3 separate regions of the Gossypium hirsutum genome follow, and regions 1 and 3 are each linked to region 2. Evidence: chromatin contacts called from public Hi-C data. All regions are on one chromosome and are shown on one strand. Each heading gives the region's core, a stretch centred on a gene start, on an enhancer-like site or on the middle of the called end of the contact. The rest is flanking DNA. Distances are from core to core; before and after follow the strand shown. Region 1 has its middle 22 kb from the start of LOC107907838. Region 2 has its middle 19 kb from the start of LOC107909562. Region 3 holds the start of LOC107909559 (pentatricopeptide repeat-containing protein At2g13600).

Evidence for each region. Hi-C and Micro-C count contacts between places; a contact is called where the count stands out from the background.
Region 1: a Hi-C map of leaf shows a contact between it and region 2, with 4 times the contacts expected there. The contact joins two enhancer-like sites. A contact is called at or near these places in 3 of 34 Hi-C or Micro-C datasets (all in leaf).
Region 3: a contact with region 2 is called in a Hi-C map of leaf, with 6 times the contacts expected there. The contact joins the promoter of LOC107909559 here to the enhancer-like site in region 2. A contact is called at or near these places in 12 of 34 Hi-C or Micro-C datasets (callus, cotyledon, leaf and 1 more).

What each region holds. Positions count from the first base shown.
Region 1 is chrD02:63,815,736-63,819,478 of Gossypium_hirsutum_v2.1, reverse strand. No RefSeq gene overlaps it. Among protein-coding and RNA genes, the nearest start is that of LOC107907838, 22 kb to the left of the region's middle. Within about 2 kb of position 1,643, at least 2 of the 9 cell types and tissues checked have an H3K27ac peak or open chromatin away from gene starts, as enhancers often do. A contact at or near this core is called in leaf, where this site is marked.
Region 2 is chrD02:63,722,867-63,726,344 of Gossypium_hirsutum_v2.1, reverse strand. No RefSeq gene overlaps it. Among protein-coding and RNA genes, the nearest start is that of LOC107909562, 19 kb to the right of the region's middle. Within about 2 kb of position 2,089, at least 3 of the 9 cell types and tissues checked have an H3K27ac peak or open chromatin away from gene starts, as enhancers often do. A contact at or near this core is called in leaf, where this site is marked.
Region 3 is chrD02:63,847,703-63,851,460 of Gossypium_hirsutum_v2.1, reverse strand. LOC107909559 (pentatricopeptide repeat-containing protein At2g13600) reads right to left here and starts at 2,126. Exons shown (of 2, transcript XM_016837142.2): 1 at 2,026-2,126; 2 at 1-1,864. The coding sequence starts at 1,781.

The sequences.
Region 1 (3,743 bases), core at 394-2,893, 94 kb before region 2:
AGAAAAGAGTGATCTTTTGCATTTGAGTAAATTATCAATTATGGAATATTTATTAATTTATAAGAGTATGTTTTTATGTGATTTTTATATCTAAAATACTGTTTATATACTTAAATTCAAATTTACAAACAATTTATATTAATTGTTTAAAAATATTTAAAAATTGTTCTTTCATATATAATAATATTATGGAATTTGAATATCATTTAAATTAACTTTTTTTTTACTTTATAATATTTGTTGCTACTTAAGTAGCTTATTTGCTTAACACAACAAGTGCAATGGAAGTACTAGACTGCAGTGGCCACTACAACTTGGCATCGCAAAATTGTGCTAACAAAATAACAAATAACACCAAGAATTTGTTTACGCAGATCAGTTTCCCTACATCTGTGGAGCCTAACTCAGTGAGAAATTCCACTATCCTTAGTCACGAATACTACAAGTGACTCACACTCTATCACTCTCCAAGTATAGAGATTCTCACCCTTGTACCTAAAGACTAGAACTCTCACCTCCAAATCTTCCCCCTGAGAACTTTGGCAGTAAACGCTCTCAACAATGTTTATAATACAAACTTTGCACTCTCTTACACAGTCGTTCCTTTGATGAACATATTAGAATGCACTAAATAAGCTCTCATACATAACTTATACAAGCTTCAAATGATATATCAATCTCGGCTTACTAACATAGCATTTAAATCAATATAAAGTAATTCCTTGAAAATAGCTAATACAATCAAAATAATCAAAGTACAATCAATCAATGATCTAATTTCCAAAATAGCACACAATCTTCACCGATCCTCCATGTTTCAAGGGATTATTTGATTCACTTGAATCCAATTCAATCTTCAAATGCCAAGGATTGGTTTTCCATGAATGGATCATAATATCTTCAATAAAGCAGCATATAACCAGAACCAAATATTTTGTTCATTAAATTGTCAAACCAAATAAAGTAGGTTTTATAACCACCTCAGTGGCAGTCTGTAGTTAGCATTGTCGAGTGCCACTCAACAATATTATTATTTAAAATGAACATTTTAATTTTTCAAAATCATTTTCAAAAACACTTTCTAAAAATAATACAAGACTAACCTTTAACCATGTTAAGATGCTTACTTGGATATGTTTTTATGGCATTTCCTTCAAGTTAGGAATATTTGGACTTTCCAGAGTAATGCTAGTGTTTGGGGTTCTTTTATTCAACTTGACGAGTCTTTTTTTTAAATTTACTTAGGGTCTTATATTAATCGAAAAACCGAGGAAAGGAAGAAAGTTTAAGAAATTATATGTTTAACGGGTATTGGAAATTGAGTGGAAGACATTGAGTTGCTCCCTAATGATGGCCATATTCTTCACAAATAGTGATTATGATCTCAAGCTATGTCCGACGAAATGGAAGGAGATACTCAAACCGAAAATGCTAGAGATGATGAAATGGAACGATCGGAGATGGTCGTCCTTGGCCAGCCTAGCTAGCTACTCGGAGATGGCGAGGAAGCTGATCGGGTAGTGGAAACTAAGATGGGAGTGTATGACAGTAGTATAATTAATGAGGTTTGTGGCACTACGCATGTCTGATAATGCGGCCTCCATGGCCGGTGGGTCGGTGCTTGCTTCTCACATTATTGCTAAAAGTGGTGGGCTACCCTACGGGCCTTTAGAAGTGGGAGTTTTGAATCATGAGGACTTAGAGGGACGGATCAATGACACCCACATCCGGGTAATTAGTCCTAATTGTTTACAAATGTTACGAATTTAATTTGATTATTTTTAGTTTAATTATTTCTCATATTTTAAAATTTTTAGTTTAACTATTCACATATTTTAAAATTTTAATCTTCATTCGATAATATTTATTAAATTCATTAAGTTCAGTTTTGCTATTTTCAGAATTTGATGTGTCAAACATATAATTATATGTGTAATGTCATGCAACTTGTTATTTCCAAATATTACTCACTAAAAATTCAATTAAAGGACTAACGACTGTCATTTGTGTCAAGACTGAAATTTTAAAATTCTAAAAGTATAGGGATTTAGAATGATCCAATTGGAGAATATGAACAAAATCTACAACTATATGCATAGTACAAGACTAGTAATTGAATTTAACCAAATAAATTTAATTGCTATTGTTCGGGTTAGAACTAAAATTAACTAATTCAAAAAGTACAAAAGACTAAAATTGATCAAATTAAAGTAAATAGACTAAATACACAATTTTCGTAAAGTAAAGGACTAATAGCATAATTTAACCTAAAGTTTGCCATTAGAATAAGGCTTAAAAGGCCTCCAAATTATACTATTTTTTTTATCTTGGTATTTATTTTTTTATATTGGTATCTAAAGTTATATTTCATCAAGTCCAATGACATTAAAAATACTCTGGTTGACATGTGGCGCTTATTAGAACCCACTACATGGCACTTTCAGGCAATTAAAACATGACATAATGTATTGAAATTAAAAATATGTACAAATTATAAAAAATAAAAAATATATATTCCAAAATTAATTAATAAAAATAAAAAATTAAGGGTAAACTACAATGGTAGTCACCTAACCTTTTTTTTAATCACCTAAATATGAAAAATTACAAAATGATCACCCATTTTTCGATTTTGTCTTTTTTAGTCATCATCCACTATATGACTAACATAAACATGGTAGCTTTTAAAGTTGGCACAATAGCAACTTTAACCCTTAACATTAATACGTTATGTCAATTTAGTCTTGATTCTAAAAAATTTAATCCTCAACATTTACACATTGTATAATTTTTTTTTTCAGTTGTGCTTTTCTTTGTGACCTTTTCATCTAAAAGGATAAAAAAAATTCTCCAAAAGTAAAAATTCTTTAAAGGAAATTATTTACCTTAAATGATTTCTTTACCTCAAATCTGTCTAAGTCAGTCTATCTCTCAAAAGTAAAAATTCTTTAAAGGAAATTCTCCAAGGCACCGAAATAAAGCAAAAGCAAACTCAAAATACAAAGGAACTCAAATCGAACAAAAAAACCACAATAAAACAATGCACACGATGTGTTTGAGTAAATGCTCTCAAATATATTCAATAAATTATTACAACGGTCAAGATTAAAACTTATCTACATTATGAGAGTCCTAAAATATTTAAACTCTATAAAATTTTATCCCTTAGGATTTATAATATTCACCACGATAACTTTAGTTTTACTTGAGTGTTTCACTGTACCACTAAGCTTCAAGTAGATGGGCTTCTCCACATGTTTTACAAATTGGGCCAATTCAAGTAGATCAAATAAGCCTAATTTAATTAGTTAACCTTCATAGGACATTCTATGTGCATTCATCACGGGCTTCGATCCGTGACCCGTGATACTAGCTTGATTTTTTTAGCATTATTAAACTAAGTTGATTAACATAATGCAATCTTATATATCAATTTAGGCAAAAAAAATTGAAATGAAAAAACTCATCTATTTTATGGACCAAATCATACTTTTAAGCCTTAAAATAATTCAATTTCCTTATTCGCACATTAGGGGTGAGCGTTCGATTAAATCGAGTTAAAAATTTAAAATTAATCAAGCTGACGAGTCCTATTTTATCATCTTAATTCAATTTGAATTTTTTTCAAATTGAGTCGAGTGAAATAAAATTCAAGTCGAGTCGAATCGAATGAAATTGTTTGAGTTAAATTAAAAAAATTAAACATGTTAAATTAAAATCTTGTTACAGTATAACTAATTCCA
Region 2 (3,478 bases), core at 840-3,339:
TCATTATTTTATTTTTTAATTAATTAATCCTCAACTAGCCTTATATATATATAAATCAACTAATTATTATTTTTGGATAAGATTAATTATTCACAATGGATTGAAACAAAATTTTATTTTATATTTTTCATATATATTATTCTAATTGAATTTGGCATTAGCATAATGCAAATTTATTCATTAGCTCCAAAAATGCTTTTTGACGGCCATTCTATAATAGGTATAGAATTATATTCTCAGTTTTATTTTAAATTTAAAACTGTATTCATCTATTATATATTCACGAATTCTAAAATATTCAAATGTTTAAAGAATTTTTAAAAAATAATTTGTATAATAGCCTATTTATTTACTAAAATTTTATTTGACAAGAACAACACGAGAGCTTGGATTCAAAATTTTAAAATGTAATTATCATTACAAATAATCTAATAAAATTCTTCTTAACATTCTCACATTATATCTTCTCATCTCATTTATTTCACAGTACTAAAAAATTTTATCATATTATTTTTTTCACAACACATTAGTTTTCAAACCGCAACAACAAAACTAAGCTGAATTCTACATATTTTCAAATTAAACTCTCTTTATATGAAATAAAATAAAGTATAGTAGAGATATGATCTTGTGTTTCTTTTATGCAAGGATTCTTTTTTTTAAAGGATCCAAAAAGGATAGAAAGATGTTCCAAAATGTGACTTAGTTTTCAAGTTGAAATCCCTTTTATGGATATGTTCAAAGCACTTTTAAAACATAATCCCAAATAATGTGGATGTGACTCAAATTGAGACCCTTCCATATATTCCAAGTGACACTACCTACTTCTCTTTTATATAATCCTAATATTAAAGTGTTGGGTGGAGTTAGCTTTTAAGACATGTGATGAAGTGACCCATTTCTCTCTCTTCCCCCCTCTCTATATAATTGAATTAATCAAATCACATTATGATGTTAACTATATTTTATTACAAACCTAACATGGACCTAAACTTAGATTATATTACACTAACCCCCCAAAAAAGCTTATATTATTACAAGTCTAGATTGTGTCTGCATATAGGATATAAAAGCATTGCCAATTTGCCATTTTAGTTTAAATAAAGAGTTTTTGTCTTTAATGTCTTCATAATAATTTTCTTTTAATTTCAAGAAAATATAATAAATTTATTATGTCTCATTTATTTTTAGAGGAGAATGGAATTGTTAAAGATTGAATCAAAACTCTCGTACTTACAACATGATAGATAAAATTATTTCTAAATGTCAAATCTTCTTTATGAGTTAATCAAATCATTCATATAGAGACAAAATTCATGTGAATTCAAATTAATTAACATTAAATTTAAAATTATTTGTAACCTATTTCTTCTTGTCTATGATGCTTGTTAAAAAACAAATCTCCCTTGTGAAAGAAAAAATCTTGTGTGAAAGAGAGACAAAAATAAAAATGGTAATCTAATAAAGTGAGAGACATAGGTGGGCTAACACAAGCACAACCCACGCTACGTCTCACCTGCAGACACTTGAGTTTGGGAGGGGACATCTCCACATGCCTTGACAAAGCATACCTTGGAGTTTTTGTTTCTTTTTTCTTTTGGGGTAATTTGAAATTTTCATTTTTCGGATTCTATAAATATATATATCCCCTCTCTCTCTCTCTCTTTGTTTTGACGTATATCTTGGTTACCCTATGTCCCACCCTTGATTTTGATCACAAGCTGATAATTGATGTACTTTGAATAGTATGTATATATTTGCTCACTTCTTCCTTTAATTATGAAATCAGGGATTTAATTTTTCTCATGAAATTAGTAGAAATTCTGATTTCAAAAAAAAAAAAAGTTACCAATATATATATACATGTCAAGTCCTTTCATTCTCCAACATTTTCTGTTTTTTTTTTTTTTAGTTTCAGCAATATATATGATATTGTATTAAGATGTAATTTTTCAATTTTGAATAAAACCTTTGCCTACTTTGGCGCCGCCCCGACATTCATTTTCAACCATAATAGCATAGCATCTAAACACAAAGTGTGTGAACACAGAAGTTTAGAGGTTTGGTTTGTAGAGAGTAAAACTCATCACATCACATCACATCACATGGGAAATGTTTGTTTGCAATCACTCAACATTATACTAATATAACCCACCCGCTCTACTCAATTATTTATATATATGAAGATGAGACTTAGCTCTGAGAAAAGGGTTTCAATTCCAGCATATTATATTAATATACAAAGAAAAAGTTGTTCTTATTATAAAGAAGAAGCCTTGAGTTATGGACGGTTTTGTCTGCAGGGAAAATCCCAAGCAGAGAAGGGTCTTAGACTTGGTCTTAGTCTTACCTATATATTAGTAGAAGCTACAAATGGATTTTGGATTCTAACACATATGAGATAAAGCCTAATACAAAATGTGTGTTTTATTATTATTTAAAAACATACACAGTTCGAGTACTTCCGTGGGTGCTTCATGCTACTCCTCAAATTTTAAGATCTCATTTCTTTCTGTTAGAAAACCCATTATCACAAGTTAAATTAATCTATTTATTTACCATCACTTTTATCAGTGTTTGAACATTAAACTTTAAACCAATCCATTGCAGGATGCAAGCAATGGCTTATTAAGAATGATGATATTTCTACATTTGCTATTTCTATCTTATCTCATAAAATCTATTTAGTTGAACTCAAACTACTCTTAAATAACTCGATGCATGTCGACAATGAGTTTCTTTTTTTCTTTTTTTTTTGTTTAAATAATAACTATAAATGATGATGATGATGGTAGAAACTAGATTTTGTGCAGAGACGTAACTGGAATAAATTTGAATCTAGTAAATTGAAAACTTAATTTGTTAAACCAACCTGAAATCTATTTGAATTGGAGTCAACCATTTGATTGGATCAAGTTCAACTATTTTTCCAGCTTTGGGCTGAATGCAAATTGATCCATGTTTTGGATTTTGACGTTAGGCTTTATTAAGTCCACATTAGGTTGATTTTAGTTTACTTGGATCTTTTAGGCTTGTAATTGGTCCCAATCCATTTCCCTCATTATTAGTACTCGTTTTTACCCAATAGGCCACATTTGGTGCACTTAATGCAAATGAGAAGAGTAAAAATACTATAGAGGCCTTTTACACTAAAAGATGGATTGCATTTTAACTTCTTTACTGAAAATATTTACAAATTAGTCCCTGTGTGTTAGAATAGAGAGCAAGTTGATTCTTCTACTAAAAATTTAATCCATTTCTATCATTAAAAATTAGTTTTTGTATGTCATAATGAGGTACACGTGGTCGTCTGATTATTTTGTTAGCCACACTAATTTTTACACAGTAGAAATGGATGAAATTTTTAACAGAAACGACCAGATTACTCTTTGATATAATGTACAAGGACTAATTTATCCATTTTTTTAGTAGAGGGGTAAAATGCAATCTTGCTCCTAATATAATGGCCTCGATAGTA
Region 3 (3,758 bases), core at 877-3,376, 130 kb before region 2:
GAGTTGCTAGGATCAATTTCTAATATCTTCTCTGTTACATACTTTCCTAACCTAATATTACGATGTACTTTACAAGCACCGAGCAGAGATCCCCAGACAACAACGTCAGGCTTCATTGGCATTGTCTCTATTAGATTCTTTGCTTCATCGAGGCAACCAGCTCGACCAAGTAAATCAACCATGCATGTATAGTGGTCCTTCAATGGTACCAAACCATGTTCCCTGCTCATAGATGAGAAATGATGTCGCCCGTCTTCAAGTAACCCAGCATGACTACAAGCACAAAGAACACCAATCATAGTGACATGGTCTGGTTTCTCACCAGATGCCAACATGTTCTTGAACAGCTCAAGAGCCTTATTTCCATAACCATTTTGTGCATATCCTACTATCATGGCATTCCATGATACCCAATCCCTTTCCATCATAGTTTTGAAAACCAGGTTAGCATCTTCAACTGATCCACATTTCATGTACATGTCTATGAGAGAGTTGCCAACAAAAATATCAGATTCTTCTCCAAACTGAAAGCGGAAACCATGCTTCAAAACATGTGTGTGAGCCTGCCTTCCAAGCTGCAAATCAGTGAGATTAGCACAGGCATTCAGTAGATTGCCAAACGTGTAATGAGTTGGGCAAACAGATTCTCTCTTTAAGAGACGAAAAAGTCTAAGAGCCTCTTCATTCTCCCCATTTTGTGTATACCCGGCAATTAGCGCATTCCAAGACACTATGTTCCTCTCCATCATCTTTGCAAACATTGATCTCGCAGTTCTCACACTGGCTACCTTCGCATACCCACTTACCATTGAGGTTTCAGACACTACATTCCTAACTGGCATCCTATCAAAAATACATCTAGCTTCATTGATTTTATTGCATTTTGCATACATATCAACCAATGCATTTCCCAGGACAAGATCATCCCTCAACTTATTGCATTTCACAACACGAGCATGAATCTGCTTGCCTGACTTGATTGCCGACAAGCTAGCGCAAGCACTAACCACACTGGCATATGTGAGTTCATCTGGTTCAATTCCACAATCCATCATCCTCAAGAAAACCTGAAGAGCTGCACTAGCTGGACCATTTTGCTCATAACAAGTGATCAAACTATTCCAAGAGACTCTATTCCTCTCACTCATATCATCGAAAGCTCTCTGGCCGCAGCTGACACTCCCACATTTTCCATACATATCAACAAGAGCCGAGCCCATATAAACATTGGAAAAGAACCTAGTTTTTGCGATTAAAGCATGGATTTGAGCACCGATTTTAATGTTTTTCAACCCAGAACAAGCGCTAAGAGCACTACCAAACGAGTATTCGTTAAGCACAAAGTCCTCTCTATGCATCCTAACAAAATAGAAAAGAGCCTCTCCGAATCTATCTTGCTGAGCAAACCCTGAAATGATGGAATTCCAAGAGCACTGATCATGCTCAGGCATGGAATAAAAAAACCCTGCTGCCTCATCAACGTAACCCAATTTCGTCAATACAGATATGACCGAGTTCCAAGAAAAAATGTTTCTTTGAGGCATTCTGTTAAACACCTTCCCGGCATCCTCCAAGGAGCCACATCTGCCGTAGGCATCGATAAGCCTGTTTAGGATAAAAGTCTCAGACGCAAAATTAGATTTGATTATCCGAACATGTAACCGACGTATATCAAGGAGAGACTTGGATTGGATGTAGGAACCCAAAAGCTTAGCAAAAGGAGAAGAGTCGGGCAGTGAAAGATCACCCACAATTTGTTTGTGCAATCCAAGTTTCGCCATTCCATTATCCTGGAAGAAACAAAGTTGGTGGGCATTGCTCTTTTGCTACGGTTTTTGCATCTCCCTTAGCATTTGGCTGCAAACTGAGATGTTTCTAACTCAGTAATGGAAGGAAAATAGAAGTGATGCCAACAGTTTTTTTTTTTTTTCAAAATTTCTAGTTATGGAAAAGATTTCAATGACAATAACGAGTCAACTCTCCGACAACGAGACGCGAAGTAAGTGGAGAGTCGGATTCTAATACCTGAGCAGCAGTGACCTTTGAAATGTGATTAAACAGTGTTTCTTTTTTGGGTGGAAATTCTACCGGTTGTTGGGCTTCAGAGCTCACAAAACATGCGAAGCTCTTAATCCCGTTCCTAACCATCTTAACTAGAGGTGTTCATTGGTTTGGGATGAGTTTTGACTGGGTTTGGGTTAGGTCCAAATAAAAATTAAGCCCGTTTATTAAGCTTATGCCCGGCCTAAAAAGTTGGTTTAAATTTTTGTTTAAATTCGACCCGGATAAAAATATTAAAATTGGAGCTCGGCCTAGCCCACCTATATTAAATTTTTATATTATTTTTTATATAAATTTTAAATATATATAATATATCAAAAATACTAAAAACATCAAAAATAAATATTTCCCAACAAATTGAAAATAAATTTTAAAAAATATGTATACTTAAATGATATTAAGATAGATGCAACTTAATAAGCAAATGCCTCTAAAATAATAACAAAATTAATTATAAAACAAGTTTTATACAATATCCAAACAATAACAACAAAATAGTAGCAACATAATAGTAAAATGGTAGCAAAATAAGGAGAAAACAATAAAAAATAAAAAAAATAAAAAAAAAAGATTTTTTTTATACTTTAGTAAATTTAGGTCGGGCCAGGCTGGGTCTGGTCAAAATATACCTTACCCGAGGCCGCACTCATTTTTTTAATCGAGTCTTATTTTTTTTGTACAAGCCCGTTTTCGGGCCTATATTTTTTTCCAAACCCATCCACATTTCGGGCAGGCCTTCGGGACGGGTCAGATGGCCCGACCCATGAACAGGTCTAATCTTAAGTTGAAACCATCTGAATTTGATAAAGTTTGAACCGGTAACATATCTGAGCTCGAGATAAATTCGATTCAAAGCTCGAGAAAGTCTGACTTTATAAATCAACAACCATAATAAACATTAATAATTAATATAATTTTATGATATTATTTAAAATATAAATAAATGATAATTTTTTTAAAATATATTTATAAACCTTGCATATTTATATCAAAATATGATTAATGGGAAAAATTAATTAGTAATAATATTTATGTTAAATTATAAGATGGAATAAATTTTTAAAAACATTAATTTAACATAAAATATTTTTAATATTATAATTATACATGTATAATAAATATATAAAATTAATAATTATTAAAATCTATAAATTAAAAATTAATGATAATATAATAATATATTATATAACTATTACTGAAATCGATTACTTAACCTTAAACCGATATATTAAATTAGTATATTACTAGTACATAAAATAATATTATAATATATAGCTATTACTAAACATATTAATACATATACAACTATTATAATATAAATTATAATAAAAGATATAATAATACTACATGATATTATAATGTTTAATCATCAATGCATATATATATAACTATTGCTATATTATATACTATATGATATGATATAGCATTATATAATATAATATAATAGGAGGGCTAACTTCCAAATGTAAAAAAATATAAGGACTTAGAGAATATTCCAACTAGTATAATAATAAACAATAATATATAATAAGTAATATATAATGCACTACTATTATATATAACTATTATTATAATATAGATTATAATAATAGTTATAGTACATGATATTATAATGTTTAGTCTTTTATGCACATATATATATAACTACTGCTATATTATATACTATATCATATGATATAGCATTATATAATATAATA